Linked DNA regions of Zea mays: region 1 is linked to region 2. The links are chromatin contacts, called in public Hi-C maps. All regions are on one chromosome and are shown on one strand. The core of a region is the stretch at or near the end of the contact, and the rest is flanking DNA. Distances in the headings are between cores, read along the strand shown. Region 1 holds the start of LOC100193122. Region 2 holds the start of LOC100191667.

What was found. A called contact is a pair of places that touch in the nucleus more often than the background predicts.
Region 1: a Hi-C map of leaf shows a contact between it and region 2, with 2.4 times the contacts expected there. The contact joins the promoter of LOC100193122 here to the promoter of LOC100191667 in region 2. A contact is called at or near these places in 8 of 25 Hi-C or Micro-C datasets (ear, endosperm, leaf and 2 more).

What each region holds. Positions count from the first base shown.
Region 1 is chr4:122,155,765-122,161,504 of Zm-B73-REFERENCE-NAM-5.0, forward strand. LOC100193122 reads left to right here and starts at 3,639. Exons shown (of 6, transcript NM_001138283.1): 1 at 3,639-3,754. LOC109946035 (a long non-coding RNA gene) reads right to left here. Exons shown (of 2, transcript XR_002269143.2): 2 at 5,260-5,304.
Region 2 is chr4:122,026,036-122,031,628 of Zm-B73-REFERENCE-NAM-5.0, forward strand. LOC100191667 reads right to left here and starts at 2,444. Exons shown (of 10, transcript NM_001137096.1): 1 at 2,255-2,444; 2 at 1,425-1,554; 3 at 1,093-1,265; 4 at 395-753; 5 at 242-305; 6 at 1-138. The coding sequence starts at 1,537.

The sequences.
Region 1 (5,740 bases), core at 2,389-4,888, 130 kb after region 2:
ATTGGCTCGCTCATGTACCTTGCAAGTGCAACAAGGCCGGACATCTCATATGCTGTCAGTAAGCTGAGTCGGTTTGTGTCAAAACCAGGAGATGATCACTAGCGTGCTCTTGAGAGAGTGTTGTGGTATTTGAAAGATACTATGACATACTGTATTCATTATACTGGAAACCCAAAAGTGCTGGAAGGCTATTGTGATGGCAACTGGATTTCTGATGTTGATGAACTTTATGCCACAAGCGGATATGTGTTCTTGTTTGGAGGTGGCGCTGTTTCTTGGAAGTCTTGCAAGCAGACTATCTTAACAAAGTCTACAATGGAAGCAGAACTCGCAGCATTAGACACTGCTGGGGCTGAGGCCGAGTGGCTTCGTGATTTCCTATTGGATTTACCGGTAGTTGAAAAACTGATACCGACTATTTTCATGAACTGTGACAACCAAATGGTGATTACAAAGGTTAACAGTTCTAGGAATAACATGAAGTCTACAAGTCATGTTAAGAGAAGATTGAAATCTGTCAGAAAGCTGAAAAACTCCGGAGTTATAACGGTGGATTATGTCCACACATCGAATAATCTGGCAGATCAATTCACTAAGGGTCTGCCACGCAATGTGATAGAAAGTGCATCGAGAGAAATGGGTATGAGACCCATGTGAAATCTACTCTAGTGGTAACCTGCTCTATGTGATCGGAGATCCCGTGAAGTAGAGTGGAGAAACAAGCTAGGAGTAGGTTGTGAGGAAAGATCCCTTCCTTAACTCATTTATGATGCACATCTTTCCTAACTGTAAGGCAGGATGATATTTACCTTAATGTATTCCAAGAGTCTTATAAAGGTGAGATGTTGTCCTACAGAACATCTTCTGAGGAATACACCTATATGAGTCAGACTGCTGGTCACGGTCTATGAGACTTGGGTAATCCCTAAATACTCATGAAAGGCACTGAAGTGTGACTTATATGCTTCTAAACAGCGGGAATGCCCTTTTGCAGCCTAGTATCAGCAAAGGATTTGAGCGAATCTCATTTCGCACAAAAACTGTCAATTCAAGACTTAGTCCATTGTTCAGTTGTGAATGAGTGAAACTCTTATTCTAGATGGATGTTCAACTTAACAGTCTCCATCAAAACACTGGTATATCAGAGGATTGTGATTCTGATACTTCATCATTACAAACCCTAGAGTTTGGTGGGGATTGTTGGATCTTTTATGGGTTTGACCTATTTATTCAATAAACTTTATGGTGTGTAATGGTGGAGAATACCAAAAGTACCATATTGGAATTCCAAGGGTCGTTGGCTTGGCTTATATGGTGGGAATTATTCCACTTAATTTGAGAAGTCAATAAACGAACCAGGCCTGCCACACGCGCACGCACCGTTGCTGGCCGGCCGGGCCGGGCATGGCGAGGCAGGCAGGCTGGCGGCGAGCGGGCGTGGCGTGGTTGTGTTAATTTTTAGCACTCATTAACCGGGGGAGTTTCAACTCCGGGTTAAACCTTCAGATGCCCGTCTCTTGATCTGCCGCTTGCGAGACCCTTCTCCTTCAGCTTCCCTTCCACGATAAGGATAAAAGGGGGAGAACTCCTGTCGCTTGGCACAAGAATAGAACTCTTTGAAAATCATAGTCCAGCAGCAAGTGTGGGTATTTCCATCTCGTAACTCTGCGCGCACAGAGGAGCGAGAGGGCAGGTGCCTCCGAAGCCCTTGCCGATCGAGACCTTGCACAGGGAATCGACAATTAGGTTTTTGGGGAGCGTCTATGCGACTGCCCGAACATTCTTCCTGGTGTCTCCATCTCGTACGGATGACAAGAGAAATTAGACAAGGATTAGGATACTCGGAGCGCATGAGAGGGGATGATCAATTTAGATCCTTACTGTTTTACGTTCTGCAAATTATATATGTTTCATATGTTTATCTCTGTTGTTTCGTATGTAGCCATGAATTTATCCAAACTGTTTTGCCATATCATATCATGACTGTTCTGATGCCTGTTCATGCTATTAATATACCATACCTGTTTGTAGTAATTTTACGGTCACACTATTTATATTGCTATCTATTTATTTTCAGTTGTTCCATCATGCTGCATGTACCATATTTGTATGTTTATTATATTTATATGATTCATACGTTTTATATTCTCATGTTCTATATTGTTATGGATATATTTGACATCATGATGTCTATGATTAATCATATTTTATATGTTATCACCATAATGTTAATTTATGGAATTAAAATAATATAAAAAATGCCTATATTTCTAACACCACCTTCTCTCATCATTTTGCACATGGCATCCGTCACTCCATCCTCTCGATTGTTACCGTGCTCCATCTGCCACCACCGTCTCAACCGCCACCTTCAATCTCTTAGCCAATCTCCACCACATCTTTTATCACATCCATATTTCAAACTCCTCTTTGCAAATAGTTCTATCTATAGTGTATTTTTCACGATCATATACATGGAGACAATGTTATAGAGATGGCAATAGGAAATTTACTGTCGGGGAATAGCTCCACATCCCTGTCTCCGTGACAAAAAATTTCTCCATAGAGATCTCCACGAACGTTTGAAGAGGACATTTCCTCCACATCCCCGTTCCAGTGGGATAAGTCCACGATGGGGATTCTCGTCTCCACTTAAATTATAGTTCGTACATATATATTTTTGTTATTAATACAGAACATTATCACTTATATACATTGTCAGATGTTAAAACAAACATATTTGTATAATGAGTGATCTCTTAAAAAAATAATTATTTTATTTTTAACTATTATATAAAACTATCGATACATACAAGTTTAACTGATCCTACAGAAAATATGGATATGAAATGCTTCTGTCTCTGTCCTTACTTAACAATCGGTGATGAAATTTTCTTCATTTACATCTAAATGGGAATCCATATCACAGCCTAGGATAGAAGAATTTCCTACAGCAAATCTCTAAGACTGTCTCCAACAACGTCCTCTATATCCGTCCTTTACAGTTTTCTCTAAAAGATTCCATCTCCTATATCTACTTTCTCTCCAACAACGTCCTCTAAATCACGTCCTCTATATATAAATACATATATTAAAGACATTTTTAATTTTTAAATTTTTGTACATACGTATTTGTCATACTCTCAAATGTATTGTACATATTTTAGTTTTATTAAACCGATTGTTTAAAGTATTCAAATAGATAGAGAACCGTTTAGAGAAACTCTACATATAGAGTATCCAGCAGCGTTCTCTAAATTTAGAGAACCGTTTAGAGTATGTTGCTGGAGCGAATAGAGGACGTCCTCGTCCTCGAACACCACTACACCAGGAAAACATCCGTGAGCCAATCTGCTAGTCCCCGAAAAACAAGAACCATCGTACGGGTGACGTGGCCAACACTTCCGTTTTTGTTCCGGCCAGGCGGCTCGTGTCCCCGCAGTCGGCAGGAGCGCGGACGCAGATCCGACGGCCTAGGGGCACTCCGGGGAGGCCACGCAACGCGCGCGGCGGCAGGCAAGAACTCCGAAGTCGGCACGGCCGCACGGCCGCTACGATACGGCGCCCTCACAATTGGGCCGTTATAAAACGTCACAGGAGGAGGAGATAGGCACACGGCGTGCCGCGGTGGGCGACCTTTTTTGCACCGGGAGATAAATCGACAGCACCCTGACCTCAAGTCCTCAACCCGCAGGCCGCAGCTGCTCCCGCCCGCCGCGCAAGCGGCCAAGCGCCGCCGGTTCTTCTCGAGCAAGTAATTAATCCTCTATCCTTTTCTTCCTCCTCTGTCTAATCTGCGTAGCCCATCATGAATTTTTGGAGCTTTCGATAGAAATTCCGCCGGTGCGTATGGTGGATTCTATTGTTATTGATCTAATGACGAGTAGTGCGCCAATTTTGGGGTTTTTTTTGTTCGGGCTACTGTGGATTTATTCTCCAGTCACTTATTTGATGGCGAGATGTTAGATCAAGTTCGGATGTGTATCGGGTGTTCTTTTCTTTGTTGTGAAGTATGCCCCTCCTCGTTATTTCCACCAGCAATCGAGGTCAGCTCTGGTGTTGTGGCGATGTTGTTGATCGAGTTTTGGGGCAATATATCGGCTGTCGATTGAGTTTTTGGGCAATATATCAGCATGTTGATTGTTGAATATAACTCGTTTATATGCGCTCTACTCTGGTCGATGCTTTTGTCGTCTGTGGGACATACATGCCATTTTTTTTGTTTAACCTTTTCTAGCTGATTAGCAGCCATCTGAGAACGTGAGAAGATAGGTGAAATTAATCTTGGAGTTCTGAATCCATCCTATCTTGTAGCTTCACATTTGCACATTGACTCCTGGTACCATCCTATTGGTAACAACGTCCTTTATATTCATCTTTTATATCCATGTAGGTTCTCTATAAAAGATTCTTTTCTTATATCTCGTTCCTTTTCAACACCGTTATCAATTTTATATATAAATACCCATATTAAAGACATATTTTATTTTAAATTTTTATGCGTACATATTTGTTATTATTCTCAAATGTTTTATACATATCTTAGTTTTGTTTAATATGATAGAGGAGAGTAGAAAGAATCCATATATGCAGAGGAAAGAGGAACATCCTCTATATTTAGGGAACCCTGCTGGAGGGGATAGAGGAGAGAATTACCTAAATTTGGAGGAGAGGAGCCTTCATAGGCTCTTATTGGAGGCAGCCTAAAGGGTCATCTACCCCTCTATATTTAGAGAAGATTTCGTCCTCTATATGCTCTAACGGTATTCTTTGCAACGTTTTCTAAATATAGAGGACGCTTCTCCATCCTCTCTATATAAGGTCTCACCTTTCCTCTATCTATTTTTATATTTTAGAAAACGGATTAAGCAAAACTAAAATATGTATAAGATATTTAAAGATATGATAAATACGTATGGTATGATCTCTACTCCTTAGGTTGCATGAGTGGTGGGGGTAGAGCGCAGGCTGGAAGAACGGGGGCGAGAGGACGCCGTGCTGTCGCACGGCTGGGCACAATGAGAGGCAAGTAAATAATCTCTTCTTTAGATTAATTTCTCGCTGACCATCCTGGTTACAGAGATAGGACTTATATAGTCCTTGATTGAAACAAACTCCCCCTAACAACTCCTTATTTCTAGGACTTATCTAATCTGTAACAAACTCCATATCCTAACAAACTCCCTCTAACAACTCCTTACTTCTAGGACATACCTAATCTGTTTGCAACAGAAATTGCTAATAACTCTCTATGTTTTATCTGCGCCGTCCCTTACAATGGGCTGGCCAGTCGGCCTTTTAGACCTCCGGCTGTACACATTGCCGGTCATAACATCTCTCCCTCCCTCGACGAACAGCTTGTCCTCGAGCTGAAATTGAGGGTATGAAGCTGTGAACTGCTGCAGGGGCTCCCATGTTGCATCTTCTGGCTTTGCTTCACTCCACTGCATTAGCACGTGCCATTGTCCTCTCTTCAATCGGGCTCTGATAATCTTCTCTGGAGATGGCAGCAGTCGACCGTTTTCCATCGGTGGCATGGCTGGTGGCAGTAAGGGGGGACTGCCCCGAAATGGCTTGAGTCCCACATGGAAGACGACGTGAATGCGTGTCCCTTTTGGCAGCTCCAATCTGTACGCCACAGTGGCCACCCTTTCAATCACACGGAATGGTCCTGCATACGTGGTCCCAGCTTCCCTTTAGGGTGGTCGACTAGTGACTGGGCATTTCGATGTAGGAGACG
Region 2 (5,593 bases), core at 1,194-3,693:
GATCTCCCACAGAACATCTTGGTACTCTAAAATCTGTAGCCAGAAGAGGTCTCTTAAATAAAGACGGATCATCTGCATTGGGCCTTACTAGCAGATCATCTATTGGATACTTAATCAGCACATAAGCATGTTCTTCATCTGGAAATCATACGAGGATCAATGATTAGAAGCTTGTAACAAACTAACAATGAAGAAAACCATCGCTAGTTCACTACAGGCGGTTAAGGTTCAGTTGAATCACCTGTCTTGAGCTTTTTCCTTCCATCTTCAACAGTTTCATTCTCTTGTCTTTTTCTCCCTTTCTTCTGCAAATATTCATTATAATAGAGAAAGAAATATAGTTTACTGCTGCAGGTTTGTAACATACATGAGAAACAAAATGTGGGATACTCACCATTACACTATCAGGGGGCTCGATGGTTATGCCAAATTTTTTGGCAAGATTCTCATGGATAACCCATGGATTACTTTGTGACGTAGCATCTCTAATAAAAAACTTCAGCGTATTCCTGCTAACAGGTGCCCTCCGGTAAAACAGATCTGCAGCTTTGATTACTGATGTGTTGGTTATAGCCTTACCCTTCCGAATCCAACCAACTTCACACATCTTTGTGCCACCAGAATCTAAAATCTTCAAAATCTTGCAAGGTGCCACATTACCATCCTTATTAGCATGTAATTCTATTCCCTCAAATACTTCTTCCAGCAGACTAGCATATATCTTATCAACAAGTTCATATAAACCAAGAGGGCCTGAAATAAAAGTAAACATGAATACAATAGAATTCAGATTGCTGTCATAACATAGATGTTTTGTAATTGGCAAGCAGTGCATTGTGCTTCGGAATAACAGTGTAGCTCCAGTACAGTTTACTATTGCATGACACTAACTGAATCTTAGATCTACTTGCAATACTTCACATGTAATTTCCAGCTTCCAAACATGTAATTTGAAGTTACATATGATAATTAAATGAAATTAATGATTTTTGACAAATGTTACTGCTGAAACAAGAACATGTGAAATGTAAGTGTACCATCCAGAACCACAACATATGAGGTACCGGATTTTTTTAAAAAAAAAACACTTACTGTATTGAGTCATCCGAAGAACTTGAGCCATTAGCTCAGTTGGCAAATTTTGAGCCTTCTCCATCGCTTTGTGCTCAGATACCAAAGCTTCTTCAAAAGTTAAATTAGATTTTCCAGATATATTACATGTCCAAACTCTTTGACGATAAAGGTTTAGCCTCTTCAGGTATTCTCTGATTTGTTGTTAAGGATACAAGCTTCAAAACATGCATTGCTAAACTACTTCCCTGCAAATGCAAAAGGCACAAAAAACTTGCACAACCATTGGCCAAAAATGTTCCAGCACAGATAACAGCAAATTTGACTGCAACAGCAGCATACAGAAAGGATACTCATAATCTCGGAATATCTCCTTCGTGAATCGAATTTGGAACACCTTCTCCTTTGAATCCAAGTCCTTAGGGGGCTCCAGCAAGGAGAAAGGTTTCTTATCAAAGAGAGGCATTTGGCGTAGGATCCTGCCTGCACTTGAAAATAAAGCACAACTTTCATTTCTCCCGTAAAGCTCTTGCATGGAATAATCTACAACAGTGCAAATAAGTTGATTTGTAATGCAATCTGCCAACAGCTCCAGGCACAAATGAGTAATAAGGAACAATTACAAGAGTGTACATAGTGATAGTACGAGCACCTTGTTCTTGGACCAATGAGAAAGGCAATCTAATGTAAAATCTGGCTAGAAATGATTCCATCAGAAAATGGAAAACACACCACATCAGAGCAGCATCTTGAAACTTGCTCTTTTGTTACCCACATCAAGCGCAGTGCATCAATGCAACACTATCACGAGTCACACTAAGCCGCCCAGCACTTGTGCAAAATGAACAAGCGCAAGGTGAACGAGTCCAAAAGCAACCCTGGACCCTAACCTCACAAAATGGGCAAAGCAGCTCGAAATCTAACAACCCAGAAACCCCAACAATCCCGAACTCTCTCATTTCCCACACCACTGGATCCCAGCAGCGGCGTATTACGCCGCAGCATCCGTGCCACCCATAATCCAATGCCCGGTTCCTATCTGGGCCAGGTAGCCCACGCCACATCCGCGGAGGCACCGACCGCGCCATCCCCCACGTGCAGCGATGCCCCTTGCCGCAGTACGACCCACCCGCAACAAACAGAACGAAGAAATAAGAAACGCGCTAGGGTTCGCGGATCTCACCGACAAATACCTCGATTCGACACGGGATGCAACCTCCGCGAGGCCGCCGGGAACCGACCGTCGACGCCGCCCGCGGGGCGGTTGAGCGTCCCCGCCGAAGTGCCTTCGCCACCGCCTGGTAGAGCCGGCGAGGGACTCGGCGACGACGGAGAGGCAGGCAGGCGAGCTGTCGGGCGGACGCGAGAGCGTTTGGGGAATGGTTTGGCGCCTTCGTTTTCGAGGTTGGGGTTGTGAAGGGAGAAGTGGTGGCGGACACTGAAAAGGTGCGGTCTGAAAAGAAATAGAGACAACGAGGCGAAAATTTTCAGGCGGCGGGCGAGGAGAGAGGGAGAGTGAAATTTCACTCCAACATGTGTTAGATTGGGGTTGCGTTCATTATTTTATAAAAAAGAAAGAAAAGTAAAGGGGTGCACTAAAAATAATAGGTAGTGGTAAAAAATGGCTAAAGACATTTAATTTTTAAACATCCTAGCTAATAGTTCAGTTATTAGCTATTTTTAGTAAATTAGCTACTAGTTAGCTAACTATTTGTTAGCTAGCTAATTCTACTAGTATATTTTTAGTTAACTAACTCTTAGTTCTATTGCATTCAAACACTCACTAAGTATAAGTGTATATATACTTTAAAAGTAGTAAAATGTATTATAGTTAGCGCAAAACAGACGTGTGGTCATCCGGACGGCCGAAACAAGTAGAGCTGAGATGTGGCTGCTATGATCGTCTATCTTGAACGCGGCTCTAAGTGTTAGCGGTGGTCAGGTTCTAAACATACCACATATATTGACCTATCAATCAGGGAGAGTGTACAATGATCGATGAATCGTTCTATAGATACACAACAATAAATAAAACATCAAATTATGATCTGATCATATGTATTGACGCATGTTGTTCGCAATGATCGACTTCCTCGAGCCGATTATTCTCTTTTTGAGTCGGGTAAAATAGGTGAATAAATGTGCATTGAAAACGACCAAAAAGTAAATAACCATGCCTAAAATGTGATTTAGACAATGATTGGTCCTAGATCGATGCATGTCATGCACACAACCAAAGGCAAAGAAGCAGGGCAGAGAGACATCAGAATTACCCACACCATATGCTGAAATCAGGGCTAGATAAACGGTGAACCGTTCATAGGGATATCCTAGATCTATAACATGTATCATACCAACAACCTAGGAACATTTATAACCACAAGTTGATGCCCATACACGCAAACACAAATCAGGTTCTCCAAGGAAGTCCATCTAGCACATGTTGCAGTCGTATGTCGTGGAATGCAACAACCAATCTAACGATACATGTATGTAGATGAAGCCTAAGTGAAATAGTAGATTGATTCTACACATGATCACTGCAGATCTTGTGAACAACAATGCTTAGTATAAGATCTACCAAAATAAGGTGGAGCACCACATGACCCTGATGCGATCTACTAGAGATCACATCATGACGACATGACCCTTAACTTGACAAACCATTTGAGAGGAGTGACGATGTGCCAAAGGTGATGAGGTCACTTCTATACATACAATGTATGGACCGATAACACGATCGCGTGCATGACAGCTAAATATCCAGGTACATTCTACCCTAGCCAATTGTGTTTTAGAGCTTACGCTTGGGGTCATTGATGTTTTGATGATTAGGAACCTTGGAGAGGACCAACAAGGACTTGGAAAATGCCAAGGGGTTGAGAAGGAGCAGCAAGGGCGTCCACAACAGGAAGGACATCAAGTCCGACTCGACTGCGAGTCCATCTCAAGTCCATGACCAACCTGTACTAAAATGGACGCCCAGGACGCATCCAGACTCGATTGTGGCAGAAAAGATATCGATGGAAATATAACAAGATTATCTAACCACCCCAAGTGGTCCCACCTTAAAATTCATCCGGAGTCAACGGGATTCGTCGAAACAATTCTGTTTTGGTACTGCGACATCGTCTGTTGGGTCGTTGGTCCGTGTATTGCGTCGAAGCCCATTAGGGGCGAGACCAGGGTCACACACGCCATAATACTCTATATATTCCGCAGTCGTCATCACATTAGGGTGGGTTTTGCTTAGATTATTTTGTCATCAAACAGTTTTGTCGTCATCGGCTTGTCAGACCCCATCTCGTAATCAACATGGTTTGGTTGTGTTCTTCCTGTTCTTGCTGGTGTTCTTGATTGCGCTTACAGGGATAAGCCTTCGTCGCGAGGTCACTCGTGTGTCACGGGTGATAACCAACGGAGTTGTGGTGTAGTGATTGTGAGGAGTCATTCGTTCGGAGCTTTGGATCATCAATGTTGAGATCTCCACCCAATCAAGTTATTGTATCTCACGGAAGATCGGGCCTCATCCTTTATCAAGTGGTATCAAAGATTCAAGTTTCCCGTGAGGTATAATCTTACCTTTAGATTCGTTTTTCGTCCTATAACCTACAAAAACGCCAAAAATACGATATGTTTATCCCGACCTAAAACCATTGCCTTAGCCTTTGCACAATTCAGTTTGGAGTCCACTGTTCTGAGTTCATGTCCTAGGTCAAGGTCTTGTTGCTGATTTAGATTTGTTTTAGGTCAGTTTGATCATTATCATCCGTTGTCACCCAACAAACTCAATCTCGACAAATCAATTCATCCACAAAACCGACCTATCCACAAAACAGACCCTATTCACCCTTCATTTGCCTCACCAACAACCCTAATTAGGTTGTTGTCACACCCGGATTTAAGGGACAAAGTCGGGTGCATCTCATACATGCGCCAAAGAAGACAACATATATAATAACATAGTGTATAGAGATAAATGTCACAATAATCAGAGTATTTATTACATAGCGGAAGTCTTACAAAAATAAAAGATAAATACAACACGAACTAAGGATCGTCCTTGGCGCCATAAAGTCAACTAGGAGACGCCACCTAGATCGAATCGAACTCCTCGTTGTGTTGCTCCTCTTGAACCACCTGTTCTTCTCCTGTGGGGGGGGTGTGAGACAGCAAGGATAAGCTCACACATGTTCATCAATCAACAAGTTGTGGGGAATAATGTGGCATGAACTCACCAAAGGTGGGAGTTCATGTGAAGTGTAAGGCTGATAAACAAAATAAAGGTTGAAGCTGAGCATTGCTTTTATAAGTTGGTCAAATTTTATTAGCAATTACTAAATGTAAGTGAATACTAAACCATAATAAAAGTAATAGAAGAAAATTAATAAATAATCCCATACAAATGCGAATGACAAAATTGAATTTAAGTTACATAAATTAATCATGCGAGAGTCCTGAGCTGCTCATGATCGTGAGCTCGGCTAGTATACCAGTTTTACACTCTGCAGATGTTGTACCA